2 separate regions of the Oryctolagus cuniculus genome follow, and region 1 is linked to region 2. Evidence: chromatin contacts called from public Hi-C data. All regions are on one chromosome and are shown on one strand. The core of a region is the stretch at or near the end of the contact, and the rest is flanking DNA. Distances in the headings are between cores, read along the strand shown. Region 1 holds the start of PHLPP1 (PH domain and leucine rich repeat protein phosphatase 1). Region 2 holds the start of VPS4B (vacuolar protein sorting 4 homolog B).

Region 1 (6,416 bases), core at 1,288-3,787, 620 kb before region 2:
AGTGAGAGAGAGAGACAGAGAGAAAGGTCTTCCTTTTTGCCATTGGTTCACCCTCCAATGGCTGCTGCGGCTGGCGCGCTGCGCTGATCCGAAGCCAGGAGCCAGGTGCTTTTCCTGGGGGACATCCACCACTGCACTCCCGGGCCACAGCAGAGAGCTGGCCTGGAAGAGGGGCAACCGGGACAGAATCCAGCGCCCCGACCGGGACTAGAACCCGGTGTGCCGGCGCCGCTAGGTGGAGGATTAGCCTAGTGAGACACCGCGATTCTTCATCAAGTACTTATTTTTTATTCGCTCCAGAAAATTTCATTCTAAGTTAGCTCTCTATTTTCTGACTTCCCCTCGTTTTGAGTCCCTTTCCTTCCTTCCTTCCTTCCTTCCTTCCTTCCTTCCTTCCTTCCTTCCTTCCTTCCTTCCTTCCTTCCTTCCTTCCTTCCTTCCTTCCTTCCTTCCTTCCTTCCTTCCTTCCTTCCTTCTTTCTTTCTTTCTTTCTTTCTTTCTTTCTTTCTTTCTTTCTTTCTTTCTACAGGCAGAGTGGACAGTGAGAGAGAGAGAGACAGAGAGAAAGGTCTTCCTTTTGCCCTTGGTTCACCCTCCAATGGCCGCCGCACTCGGCGCGCTGCAGCCGGCGCACTGCGCTGATCTGATGGCAGGAGCCAGGTGCTTCTCCTGGTCTCCCGTGGGGTGCAGGGCCCAAGGACTTGGGCCATCCTCCACTGCACTCCCTGGCCACAGCAGAGAGCTGGCCTGGAAGAGGGGCAACCAGGACAGAATCCTGCGCTCCGACTGGGACTAGAACCCGGTGTGCAGGGGCAGCAAGGCGGAGGATTAGCCTAGTGAGCCGCGGCGCCGGCGGAGTGTGTTTCCACAGTACCTTATATTTTTGTACATGTCTCACTTGTTGAACATTCTAATTTATAAACCCTGTGGAGGCAAGGATAGTGTATGATATATTCAATTGCTTTACCTAGTGACTGGTTCATAATACATGCTCACAATTATTTGTTAAATTAATTGACTTGAATTTGTTAACTCTCGTGTGAGAACTTGCAATATCCCTACATTCAAAAGTGTTTGCTGTTGATTGAATTCAAACGGAGTAAAAACTATTTTCACGAGGCCAGGGAAGACTTCAAAAGGAAAATATATGAAAATTTTCTTTCAGAAATTTCAGGAATCACAGAGAAGTATTTATTTGTTGTCCAGGTAGCTGCTTCCACTCCTCTTGGAGAAACTGCAAGGATAAGCTAAGTGCGATTCTCTCGCCACAACTTCCAGTTCTCTCTCCTTTTCTCTCCTCACCTCCAAGTTTAGCAACTGAAAGTTCAGACAGGCCCTGGATGGTAGTAAAGTTATTTTAAAAGTCTCACGTGTGGAAATCCCGACTTACAAATCTAAGACTGTTAGATCAATTTAAAACGTGTACTAAATTCTTTGAAACAGTAAACTGTCCCGCTACAGACTACAATGCTGTTTCAACTGACGAAATAAATGTAACTTTTCAGACCACAACTACACATAGAAGCTGCAGGGAAATCCTGTTGTGAACGTGACTGAAAAAACCCGGGAAGGCGACGGGAACACGCGAAGCAGCCCCCCGCGTCTCCACGCCACCGCTTCTTCCCTTTCCCACTTCACTCCGCCTGAATAAAGCGACGGCAAACTTCAAACAACTCCGGTTCTTTGCTGTGCTCCTTCCGGCGGGAGAGGATGGGCTCAGGGCTCCCGCAAGCATATTCAATGAGGACACTGCCCGTCTCCCCGGGCCTCGAAAGAGAAAAATCGTGTCGGCGCACCGGGAGTGCCGGTGATCCTGAGGTGCTGTGCTGTGGGTGTGTATTTGTATCTCACGCAATGGGCGGGGGTGAGGATCGAGTGTTTTCTTACCGTTTAGAGTCCCTGGAAATCCTCCTTTTTCAATTAGCAAGGAAAATAAAAGTCATCTGGCAAGGGACAGTGGGCGGGTAAGCTACAAGTAAACCCGCAAGAACACACTTCGGTACAGAGTTCAACAGCAGAGGGCACAATCCCCACTGGTCATGGTCAGATGCTGGCAGCAAGGCGGAGAACCCAAGGATCGCTGGGGCTTGTAGTTCCCCACTTTTCTCTCAAGAATAGCCGTCCCCAGAAGAGAACTACAACTCCCTAGGTGCACCGCGCACCCCTCTCGTCACCACCCCTCTCCGAGGCCGGCTCTGGGACCTCCCGGGAGACTGCCCCCGCCCCGCCCCCGCACGCACGCGTCACGTTTGTTTACTCTTAGGCTCCGCCCCCCGCCGTCCTCCGGCGCTCCCCGCTCCTCCCGGGAATGCCGTCATGCTGGCGATGCATATTCATGAGGTGCGCGCTGAGCTCTCGCCCGGCCCGCCTCCCGCCTTCCCGCTCCCGCCGCGCGATTAATATTCAATGAGCCCAGCTCGGCGGCTGGTTCGCCGGGGCGAGGTGGGGGGAGCAGGCGGGGCCTGGCGCGGGGGAGCTCGCGACCCCCGCGGGGAGGGCGTGTGTGCGGGGGGGGGGGCGGCGGCGGCGGCGGCGAGGCGGGCGGGCGCGCGGGATGGAACACCGAGACACCGGCGGAATACTCCGAATTGCCACATAATCCCCTGGAACGGCCGCGCCGAACGCCATTGGCTTCTCCCTTCTCCGCGCGCCGCCGCCGCCGCCGCCGCCGTCTCCCACCTTCGCCTCCCTCTCCGCCCGCTGCCTCCGGAGCTGGGGGGAAAACGCGAAGCCCCGCGGCAATGGAGCCCGCCGCCGCGGCCCCGGCGCAGCGACTCCCCGACCCCGGCCGGGAGGACCGCGCTCCGGCTCCCGCAGCAGCGGCGGCGGCGGCGGCGGCGGCCGGGGGCGGCCGGAGCCTGGAGTCCGCGCCGACCGCGGCGGCCCCGAGCGGCGGGAAGGGCAGCGGCTGCGGGGCGCGGGAAGAGGCCCCCGGCGAGGCGCCGCTGGGGCCGCTGCCGGGCCGGGCGGGGGGCGCCGGGCGCAGGAGGCGGCGCGGGGCGCCTCAGCCCGCGGCCGGCGGGGCAGCCGCGGTGCCGGGGGCCGGCCACGGCGCTAACTCGCTGCTGCTGAGGAGAGGGCGGCTCAAGAGGAATCTGTCCGCCGCTGCCGCCTCGTCGTCGTCGTCGTCGTCGTCGTCCTCGTCGTCGTCTTCGGCGGCTGCCGTCTCGCACCCCGCGGGCGCCGCCGGCCTCCCCGCCTCCTGCTCGGCCTCGGCGTCGCTGTGCACCCGGAGCTTGGACAGGAAGACGCTGCTGCTGAAGCACCGGCAGGTGATGCCGCTGCAGCCGTCGGACCGGGACTGGGTGAGGCAGCAGCTCCGGCGGGGCTGCCTGCACGTCTTCGACCGCCACACGGCCTCCGCCTACCTGCGCCCGGTGCTCTGCACGCTGGACACCACGGCCGGGGAGGTGGCCGCCCGCCTGCTGCAGCTCGGCCACAAAGGCGGCGGCGTGCTGAAGGTTCTGGGCCAGGGGCCCGGACCCGCTGGCGCCGAGGCTTCCCCCGACGCCGGGCCCCGGCTCGCGGCCCCCGAGCTGCCGGCGGGGAACGCGCCGGGTGCCGTCGGGGGCCCCTCGCGCGCGCCGCCCACCGACCTGCCACTGCCCGCCGGCGGCCCGGGCCGGGGGGCGCGGTGCGCCGCCCGCGCTAGCCCGGTCCCCTCGGACTGCAGCCCCGGCGAGCCGTTCGCTAGGGGCCTCGGCTCTCCTCCGCCAGGCGTCCCGCGGCCCCTGGACGGCGCGGCCGCGGCGCCGGCCTCCGACACCGAGAGCTTCAGCCTGAGCCCCAGCGCCGAGAGCGTGTCCGACCGGCTGGACCCCTACAGCAGCGGCGGCGGCTCGTCCTCGTCTGAGGAGCTCGAGACCGACTCAGCCCCGACCCCGACGGGGGCCCCGGGTCAGCCCTGCGGTCCCGCACAGCCCGGGCCGCCTTCCCCGACCGCCTCCCGCTCTCTGCCGAAGCAAGCCCCCAGGGGCGCGGACATCGCAGGCGGCGCTGCCCCCGAGGGGCCTCGGCCGGAGGAGGCGGCGGCGGCGGCCGAGGCCCCAGGAGGCGCCCCGTCGAAGGTGCCCCCGCCGCCCACCCTCTACGTGCAGCTCCACGGAGAGACCACCCGGCGCTTGGAGGCGGACGAGAAGCCGCTGCAGATCCAGAATGACTACCTCTTCCAGCTGGGATTCGGGGAGCTGTGGCGGGTGCAGGAGGAGGGCATGGACTCGGAGATCGGCTGTCTCATCCGCTTCTATGTAGGTAAGGAAAGCACCTGCACGTGCACTCTTGCAGGGACCCAGGAAGGAGTCTGTTGCCCGGCCCAAGAGTCGCTGCGGGTCCCGGGGAGTCCTGGTGTGAGCCTTGGTTCCGGCTTGCACGGTCGGGCCGTGTGGTGCTGGGAGGAGGAATCCTCACATCCGCCCGTTTGTGGTCTGTCGTGAGGGCTCAGGGACCAGAAAGCGGTGTGGCGGAGCTGGCCCAGATCGCGGGGAAGTCCAGGAAGCGTGCACTCCCGACGGAGGAGGTGGCACCTGGAGCCGTCGGGTTGCTGCCTTCAGGCCTCTCCCGGGGCCTTGCTGGGTGTCAGGGAAGCCCTCGCGTGCACAGGACAGTGCCCACCCCAGGGGAACCCCGGCCCTGCGTCTTGGCCGCAGTGGACCGAGCCAGCCACAAGTACAGTATGCGCTGCCCTGACTCCTTCCCTGCCAGCTGGGGCCCCGGCGTGTTCAGCTCTCTGCCTGCGTGTTTACCCAGGGAGTTCTCCTTGGAAACTTCACGAATACGATCCTTTTTTAAAGTGATACTTTTCCGAAGCGCTTTTTTTTTTTTTTTTTTTGGAGGGAGGGAGGCTTATTTTCGATTTTTGAATCTTGCATCCAAGTGATTTTGCCTGTTTCTTTTTTTCCTCTGGCCTTTGTGGTGGGCACAGACCCTCGCGGTAGGACTTGCAGTAGGGGTTCCGTATTGCAATATCTGTCTCTTTGGATGTGACCTAAAATGCTGCTCAGTCTTTGCAGGACCAGCACAAGTTGTTGATGCGGCATTTCTCCTTTGGCTAAAGGCTTGGCTAGAAGTGAATTAGGGAGCCATAGGTCCTTGTTATTGTACTTCAGCTTTATAAGTTGTTTGTGCCCTTTGCCTCTTGTGATTTAAAGATAAGATTGTATGATTAGGAATTTTATTTAAGTTACCATTAGCGGAATTAAATCCTAACCAACTTTAGGTATGAGTTTGTAGGTGGTGGTGGGAAAATAAACTTATGACGACTCTGTATATCCATAGCCATTCTTTCAAACTTAACATGTGCTTTGGTCCTAGTGGCAGTTTACTTTTTGAATGAAGAAATCTGTTCTCCACATTGAAATAGGCAAGGTTGTAGTATACCTGGTTCCTGTAAGTTTCATTGAAAATTCTCTGAAGTTCTTAGCAGGTTTCTGGTGATTTTTGCCTTATTAAGAAAATCAAGTCATACCATCTGAAGCCAGTATCTCAGCTGGGTGACATGCCTTTTACAGTTTATGGACCAGAATATAGGTGATTTTTTTTCCTTTTAATATATAGGAGCAACAGCTATATCCCTTCCTCCTACAGCTCATGGAATTTGTAAAATGTTTTATACAAACACCAAATGATAATTATACTTCGAAGGAGACTATATACTTGGTGTTAACATGAGAACAATGAATGCCCTTATAACTAAACTTAGCTGTGTGGAGGGAAATAGATATGAAACAAGTAGTTAAATAAACAGTATTTGAACATATTTTGTACCCAAAGAGCTCTGTAGCCCTTCCTTTGCTCCTGATTGTCTATTCTGATCATGGTAGATGTCCGTGAGAAAGGTTTTGGTGTTATAGTTGTGAAATAAAAATCTTCAGTTGTCTCTTCAAGAGGGGCTAACATATTCTAAGTGGATGATAAGCTGCTTTTTTTGTTTTGTTTATTAAACTCAATATAAGAAATGACAGTCCTATTTCTGTTTAAGTCCTTAGTTTCTGACATGGTCATTTTAATCGTTTTTTTCCCTTATCAAAAGCAGTCATTGTTACCTCCTTCTGAACTTGCTGCTTTCTTATATATGCATAGCATAAATACCTATCTGTCTCTGTGTTTATGTTTATAAAAATAACCAATAAAGTGTGGATGCCACACGCAGTATCCCACGTATTCTTGAATATGGAGTCAGTATACAGGTGCCCTAGAAGGGAGATGCGTGATTGTTGCAAAGATGTTTAATTGCTTATTTTGGCTTCCAAGCAAGGCTGAGTTTCTTTTAGACCTAACACACCAGACATCTCTCTGCAGATGTTCTTTTGCCATTGAACCAAATGTAGCACATGGTGAGTGTTTGCAAGCAGCTTCAGTTACTGATGGCCACCTTGCTCCAAGGTGGTCCACTTTGGAACTGTCAGGATTCATGTGTA
Region 2 (6,388 bases), core at 3,466-5,965:
GAAAACGGCAAATCTCGCAGAAGAAAGGTATCAGCAAACGGATGAAAATCTCACTGTGGAATGCCCGGATCAGACTCAAAGTTTGTGACAAATGAAAAGCTGACAAAATAAAACTAGTTAACAGACAACCAACGAGGGTGATGACAAGTGTGAACTTAAAATCACCTTTAATACTCAAAGGAACAATATCTTACCAAACAATAGATATTTCTACAAGGTACATTTACCAGAAAGATCGTTTCTGAATGGGGCTATCAAACATCTCCGGATCACGTGGCGACTGCCCCATCTCAGTTTAATACCTTAGTGGAAAAAGACATATAACTTTTTCTTAATTCTAAGAAATGAATGATTCCTGCAATTATAACATTTTGTGAATGCTATAAAGCATTTATTTTCATAATCTTTTGGGTCCAGTTTCAACGTAAACGTCCTAAGCAAGCTCTTCTCCCACGTTCTTGTTTAGATGGGTCTGCTGGGGTGGTCTTCCCTCAGGATGGAGTACCCAGGGTTAAGGAGAGCGCTCTTTACTTTTGGAGTCTGTATCGGGCCCTCAATAAATAAATGCCTGTCCAACAAACTACTGGAAGCCCAAGACGACGACGGAAAGTACACGTCTCATGGGACACTTCTGTACCAAATTGACAGGCAGGACTGGGAGTCCTCCAGGCCCAAGCCCCTCTTAAGTCCCAGATCCATTCTGGGGGTGGAAGACAACGTTACATACATTTCTTATTAAGAATTCCACTCTACAGGCGACTAACGATTGAGTCTCAAATCTTTGAAGTCCATGATTTACGTACAAAATGCTGCGCTCACTGCGGTGAAAGCGAAGAACTGGAGGCACGGAGGTTTACAGATGCCCCCTGTTCTTAAAGATGACAAATGGGGCGTCTCAGAACAGCGCACACGCACACACACGCACACACACCCCGAATTCGCGGCGACTGCACGCAGGCTGGCTGGAACCTCGGATTCCAAGGCTGTGCTCATATTTCTGCCACTTGACAGCTCGAGAAAAGGACTTTGGCTCTATCAGCTCGAGGAACACAAAAAAGTGGGACCACCCTACGCTCAGCCGGCAAAAACTACGTTCCTGCCTCTCTTCTTTGCAGCGATGGGAGACACTGGCCCACTCTGGTCCAAGCTCGGCTGGTGCTTTCCTGTTTCTGTTTCGTTTAGAAGCTCCACACCAAGTCAAGGGTGTCACACAGCCAGTGGCCCAGGAGACCCTCCCAGCCCGCCGGAAACGCCCCCTCGGCTGGAAGGCGCCCACTCCCCGACCAGCGGCCGCGCCCGGCCCCGCCCTCCTCCGCCCGGGCAGGGGCGCGGCCGGTCTTCCCTCCTCCCCGCCCCCCACCCAACTGCTCTAGGGCGGCGCAGGTAGCATGATACCTGGAGATTGGGGCTACTGGATGACATGGTGGAGACGCGAGGCGGTTCCCCGGGGTCCAACGGGGTGCGAGGAGAGCCGAGAGCAGGGACCTCGGATCGTGCCCAGTGTTACGGCCCCACACCTGGGGAAGCTGGTGGCTCTCGGATCACAAGCGAAGGCCTTCTGTCCGGAACTTGTTCTGAAACAACACTGCGCTCGCCAGCACCGGACCCTCTTCAAAACTTCCGCAAACCCGAGCCCCTTCGGATCCTAGTCCCGCCTCTGGCCGGGGCACTTCCGCTTCCGTCATCAACACGCGCTCTACGCAGTCACCACCCTGTCGGCCTCTCACTGTGGCTAGGGACTTCCCAAGAAGTATCCCTGAAGCCAGCCAACGCCTGGCGGAAGTCTGGCTTTGCGCCTGCGCTCTAGAGGCAGAGAGCCAGGCTGCGCGCAAGCGCAGGAGGACTTTCATTAGCCCTCCGGGGTATTGACTTTGCTGGGGAGTGTTTGCTGTGGGGGGCGGGGGAGAAAGAAAAGGAAAGAAAGAGCTGAGCATCAGGAAACCATGAGGATGAATATAATCGGGTTCTTGCTATTTTAGAAGTTTAGTGGAGAAGACACCAAATGGTTCGACGAATTGAATGAGATTTATGGTGATCCGTGTGTGCCAGTCTATTTTAAATGCTGGCTATGAACAAAAAGTGAAAAGAAAAAAAAAACTTTTTTTTTTATTTGTGGATGTGATGTACCCCCTGGGGCCCTGGTGTTCAATGAGAAAGGAACATCACCTTTCCGGCATTATTGCCAAGAATCTGTAATCTCAGGCTAACCCTGAGAAAACACGAGAAAAATCCAGGTCGGAGGTGTTCCTACTACAAAATAGCTAACCAACACGCTTCAAGAAGCGTCTGGGTCGTGGAAGACCAGGGAAGACTGGGGCCGGCCACAGGCTGCAGACGGAGACACCAGTTAAATGCGGTGCTGGAGGAGATGCCGGAAAGAAAAGTATCCGTTGGAAAACTAAAACAGAATAACGTCTGTAGTAGAGCCAGCAGTCCGGGATGGGGATTCTCTACACACTTTTGCAACTCTTCTGTAAATACTGTTTGAAACTAAAAGCTTTTCTTTTTGAAATTCCTATTCCCTGGAACCTTAGATTCTAGTGGAATAGAAACTTTTTTCCTTTCACATATTTAAAACCCAAATGTAAATATGTTACATTGTAACCGTTTACAAAGTACTTTCACGTACTAGCTCTGCCAGTTAGAATTTAAAGCTGGCAGTTCATGTAAATGAGAACTAAACCTCAGATCAATAGAAGTTCCCCGAACCATACAGCTCTTCTCTGGCATGGCTGGTGTCTGAAGTCCATCCAGGGTCAATGTCAGATGAGGCCCTGACAAGAGCTACAATAGAGTCAGGATGTCCCGTGGGGCCACAGGAGAGAGAGTACTCCATCCTGAGCCAGTGGTTAGGGCCATCTTGGAGGAGTGTCATTTAAACCCAGTCTTGGCTGGCATCACGGCTCACTTGGCTAATCCTCTGCCTGCTGCGCCGGCACTGTGGTCTCTAGTCCCAGTTGGGGCTCCGGATTCTGTCCTGGTTGCTCCTCTTCCAGTCCAGCTCTCTGCTGTGGCCCGGAAGGGCAGTGGAGGATGGCTCAAGTGCTTGGGCCCTGCACCCGCATGAGAGACCAGGAGGAAGCACCTGGCTCCTGGCTTCAGATTGGCGCAGCACGCCGGCCGTGACAGCCTTTTGAGGGGTGAACCAACGGAAGGAAGACCTTTCTCTCTGTCTCTCGCTCTCTCTCATTGTCTAACTCTGTCCTGTCAAAAAATAAAATAAAATAAAATAAATTAACCCAGTCTTGGGGCTGGCACTGTGGCACAGTGGGTTAACATCCTGGCCTGAAGTGCCAGCATCCCATACGGGCACTGATTGGAGACTGGGCTGCTCCACTTCCAATCCAGCTCTCTGCTGTGACCTAGGAGAGCAGTGGAGGATGCCCAAGTCCTTGGGCCCCTGCACACATGTGGCAGACCCAGAAGAAGCTCCTGGCTCATGGCTTTGGATCAGCGCAGCTCCAGCTGTTGCGGCCAACTGGGGAGTGAACCAGCAGATGGAAGACCTCTTTCTCTCTCTCTCTGCCTCTCCTCTTTCTGTGTAACTCTGACTTTCAAATAAATAATAAATACATCTTAAAAAAAATAAAAAATAAACCCAATCTTACTGATTTGGACAGACAGGTTTGAGGGCTGGCTGGAAGAAGGAGAGCCATGGCAATGGAGTGGCCAAGGAAGCTTAAAGTGCCCCACCCAGCACCTCCAGATGCCCAAGGCATTGAATCATGAGGAGTTGGACTTGGACTTTACTCTGAGGGCAGAAGGATTTGTTGAGCGGCTCCCCCCTCCCCCATTCCCCATCCTCCTTCCCTGCCTCTCTCCCTTCCTGCCTGCCTTCTTGGCAGAGGTATGATTTGATTTGATTTTGGTTTTATAAAGATGAGTGGACCAGGAAGAGGGTGACGTGGGCAGATCATGTCGGAGGTTGCTGGGGCAGTCACAATGGAGAAATAGAGGTGTGCAGAGCCCTGTAGGGCACCCCTTGTTCCTGGGGCACAGCCCCTCCCTACACTTCCTTGCCTCTTATGCTCAGTTGCTTTCACTGATTCAGCCTGTTAAATAAAATCACACCGATTTTTCAAGTGCCAATTCCAAAGCCACTTCCTCAAGGAGCCTCTGACACTCTCCACTCTGATTGCCCTGTGGACCTTGCACGTCCCACAGGTGATGTGTGCTGATTGCCTAGTACAGCGCCTGGCACTTGGCAGATACTTACTCATTGTCAGCCTCCCTGGCATGTGTCTTGTCTTTCCAGATTGTAAAACCCCCAAGGACTCAGCCTTCGTCTTACTCATTTTTGTAGTTTCTTATGTCCTTACACCCAGAATGTTTGGCTTATATGGCCAAGGTCTGTTGAACACAGCGAAGCTTACCTGCTTGAGAGGGAAATGAGGGAGGCCAGGGAGCAGGCAGGCGGCATTTCAGAGTCAGCTTTCAGCTTGGACTCAAGAGCAGCCTGTTCAGGACTGAATCCCTTTCACTCAGACCATTTTGAAAGGAAATGCGTATTAGAGTCCTCACACAGCCTTGCACTTGGAAGTCAGGTCTCTACTTGTTGTCAGCTCCCTGCCTGATGCGGACAGCAGCCTCGGGGAAGACAGTGCTGGCAGGACCAGTGCTGTGAGAGGAGTGACTCTCAGGCCCTATGTGTTGGGTCTTGACTGGTGGTGGAGCCTTCTGAATGTGCCCAGTTACCCTGCAGGTCCAGCCCCTACTACTCATTTGATTCACGTGAAGAGACAGCCAGCTTGTGGACTGCTGAGCAGGTCTGGGGATCAGCCCTCACCAGCCACCAGCCACGTGCTGTGAGTGGGGAGGAGGTGGCCGTTCCTGCCCGTTGACGACACAGGGTGGGTACAGTGTGAGGCATCCGCCCGGCGGGGAAGATTGCAGACTGACATCATCATCTCCCAGACTGCAAATACTTGGTATCCAAGTAATGTGCCTAAGAAGTTGGTTTCAGGGACTGGCGTTGTGACACAGCACGTCCAGCTGCCGCCTGCATGGCTGGCATGTCATATCAGCACTGGTTTGAGTCCCCGCTGCTCGACTTGCCATCAAGCTTCCTGCTAATGCGCCTAGGAAAGCATTGGAAGGTGCTCCAAGTGCTTGGGCCCCTGCCAGCTATTTGGGAGAACTAGATGGAGTTCCAAGCTCCTGGCTTCAGCCTGGTCCAGCCTTGGCCAGTGTGGCCATTTGGGGAGTGAACCAGCAGATGGAAGATCTCTCCTTTTCTTCCCCTCTTTCTGTAACTCTGCCTTTCAAATAAATAAAATTAAAAAAAAAAAAAGTTGGTTTCAAACACCATTCCCCACTCCTGCCCAACTTTTCTTGTCTTGAACGTCTTTTGTTTCTTCCCACCAAAATGCCTTGTTTGCCCTTGTTTTAGTTTTTGTATTCAAACATCTGTGGCTGAGAGTGCTCCTTCTGTTGTAGAGAGGTGGAGAACTTTCAGGGTATCAGCTGGAAGCTGTATTATTCTGGCTTTTTCCCTTTCAAACTTCTCAGCAAAATGAATTCTAATTCATTGATCTTTGCCAATGCATTAGGAAAAATTGCGTTTTGTAATCTAAAATATGCTTTGCAATGTACTCACAGTTTGCTCCATAATAGTGCAGTGTGGGGTGGACAGGCTGGGAAGATGAGTGTGGCAGTAGTGACAAGGGAGTGGCCAGGAATTGATGATTTCATCTGAGAAAGGTTGTAGAGTTCATTGAACCAGTGAAGTTTTCTATAAGAGGATTATTTTTTAAAAAATATTTGCTTATTTGAAAGGCAGAATGACAAAGAGAGATCGAGAGAGATTGAAAGAGAGAGAGAGAGAGAGAGAATCATCTACCTGCTGGTTCACTCTCCAAATGGCTGCAGTGGGCCAGGGCTGGGCCATGTCAAACCAGGAGCCAGGAATTCCCTTGTGGGTGGCAGGGACCCAAGCACTCAGTTTATCTTCCTCTGCTTTCCCAGGCACACTAATAGGGAGCTGGATTGGAAGTGAAGCACTTGGGCCACCTACTGCTGCTTTCCAACTGGGAACTTCAGCAGGGAGCTGAATCAGAAATGGGGCAGCTGGGACTCAGACCGGCATTCGTACGGGATACCGGCATCTCAAGGGCCAGCTTACCCTATTGCAGCACGACGCAGGTCCCACATGGACCTCTTTATAGTACTGCATTTCCTCAGATTTAAGAAAACATTATATCTTTATTTATTCGAGTATCCTTGTATGTTTCTTAATAGTGCTTTCTTTTGCTTTATATATTTTCTGAACAATTGCTAAGTATTTTATTATGTTACTGTTCTATCATTAATAATATATTTTCTCCTCATATTTTCTAGTGGGTTGTGGTATATATGCAGAGGTTAATTTTGGCTGCTACCTTGTTTCTAA

What was found. Hi-C and Micro-C count contacts between places; a contact is called where the count stands out from the background.
Region 1: a contact with region 2 is called in a Hi-C map of skin fibroblasts, with 3 times the contacts expected there. The contact joins the promoter of PHLPP1 here to the enhancer-like site in region 2. A contact is called at or near these places in 2 of 6 Hi-C or Micro-C datasets (skin fibroblasts and an unstated tissue).

What each region holds. Positions count from the first base shown.
Region 1 is chr10:15,811,153-15,817,568 of mOryCun1.1, reverse strand. PHLPP1 (PH domain and leucine rich repeat protein phosphatase 1) reads left to right here and starts at 2,537. Exons shown (of 17, transcript XM_051851890.2): 1 at 2,537-4,251. The coding sequence starts at 2,742. LOC103349395 (a long non-coding RNA gene) reads right to left here and starts at 2,371. Exons shown (of 3, transcript XR_011379304.1): 1 at 2,241-2,371; 2 at 1,888-1,969; 3 at 1,630-1,767.
Region 2 is chr10:15,191,943-15,198,330 of mOryCun1.1, reverse strand. It overlaps VPS4B (vacuolar protein sorting 4 homolog B), which reads right to left and starts at 1,759. Exons shown (of 11, transcript XM_008261441.4): 1 at 1,396-1,759. The coding sequence starts at 1,422. Within about 2 kb of position 4,715, at least 2 of the 8 cell types and tissues checked have an H3K27ac peak or open chromatin away from gene starts, as enhancers often do.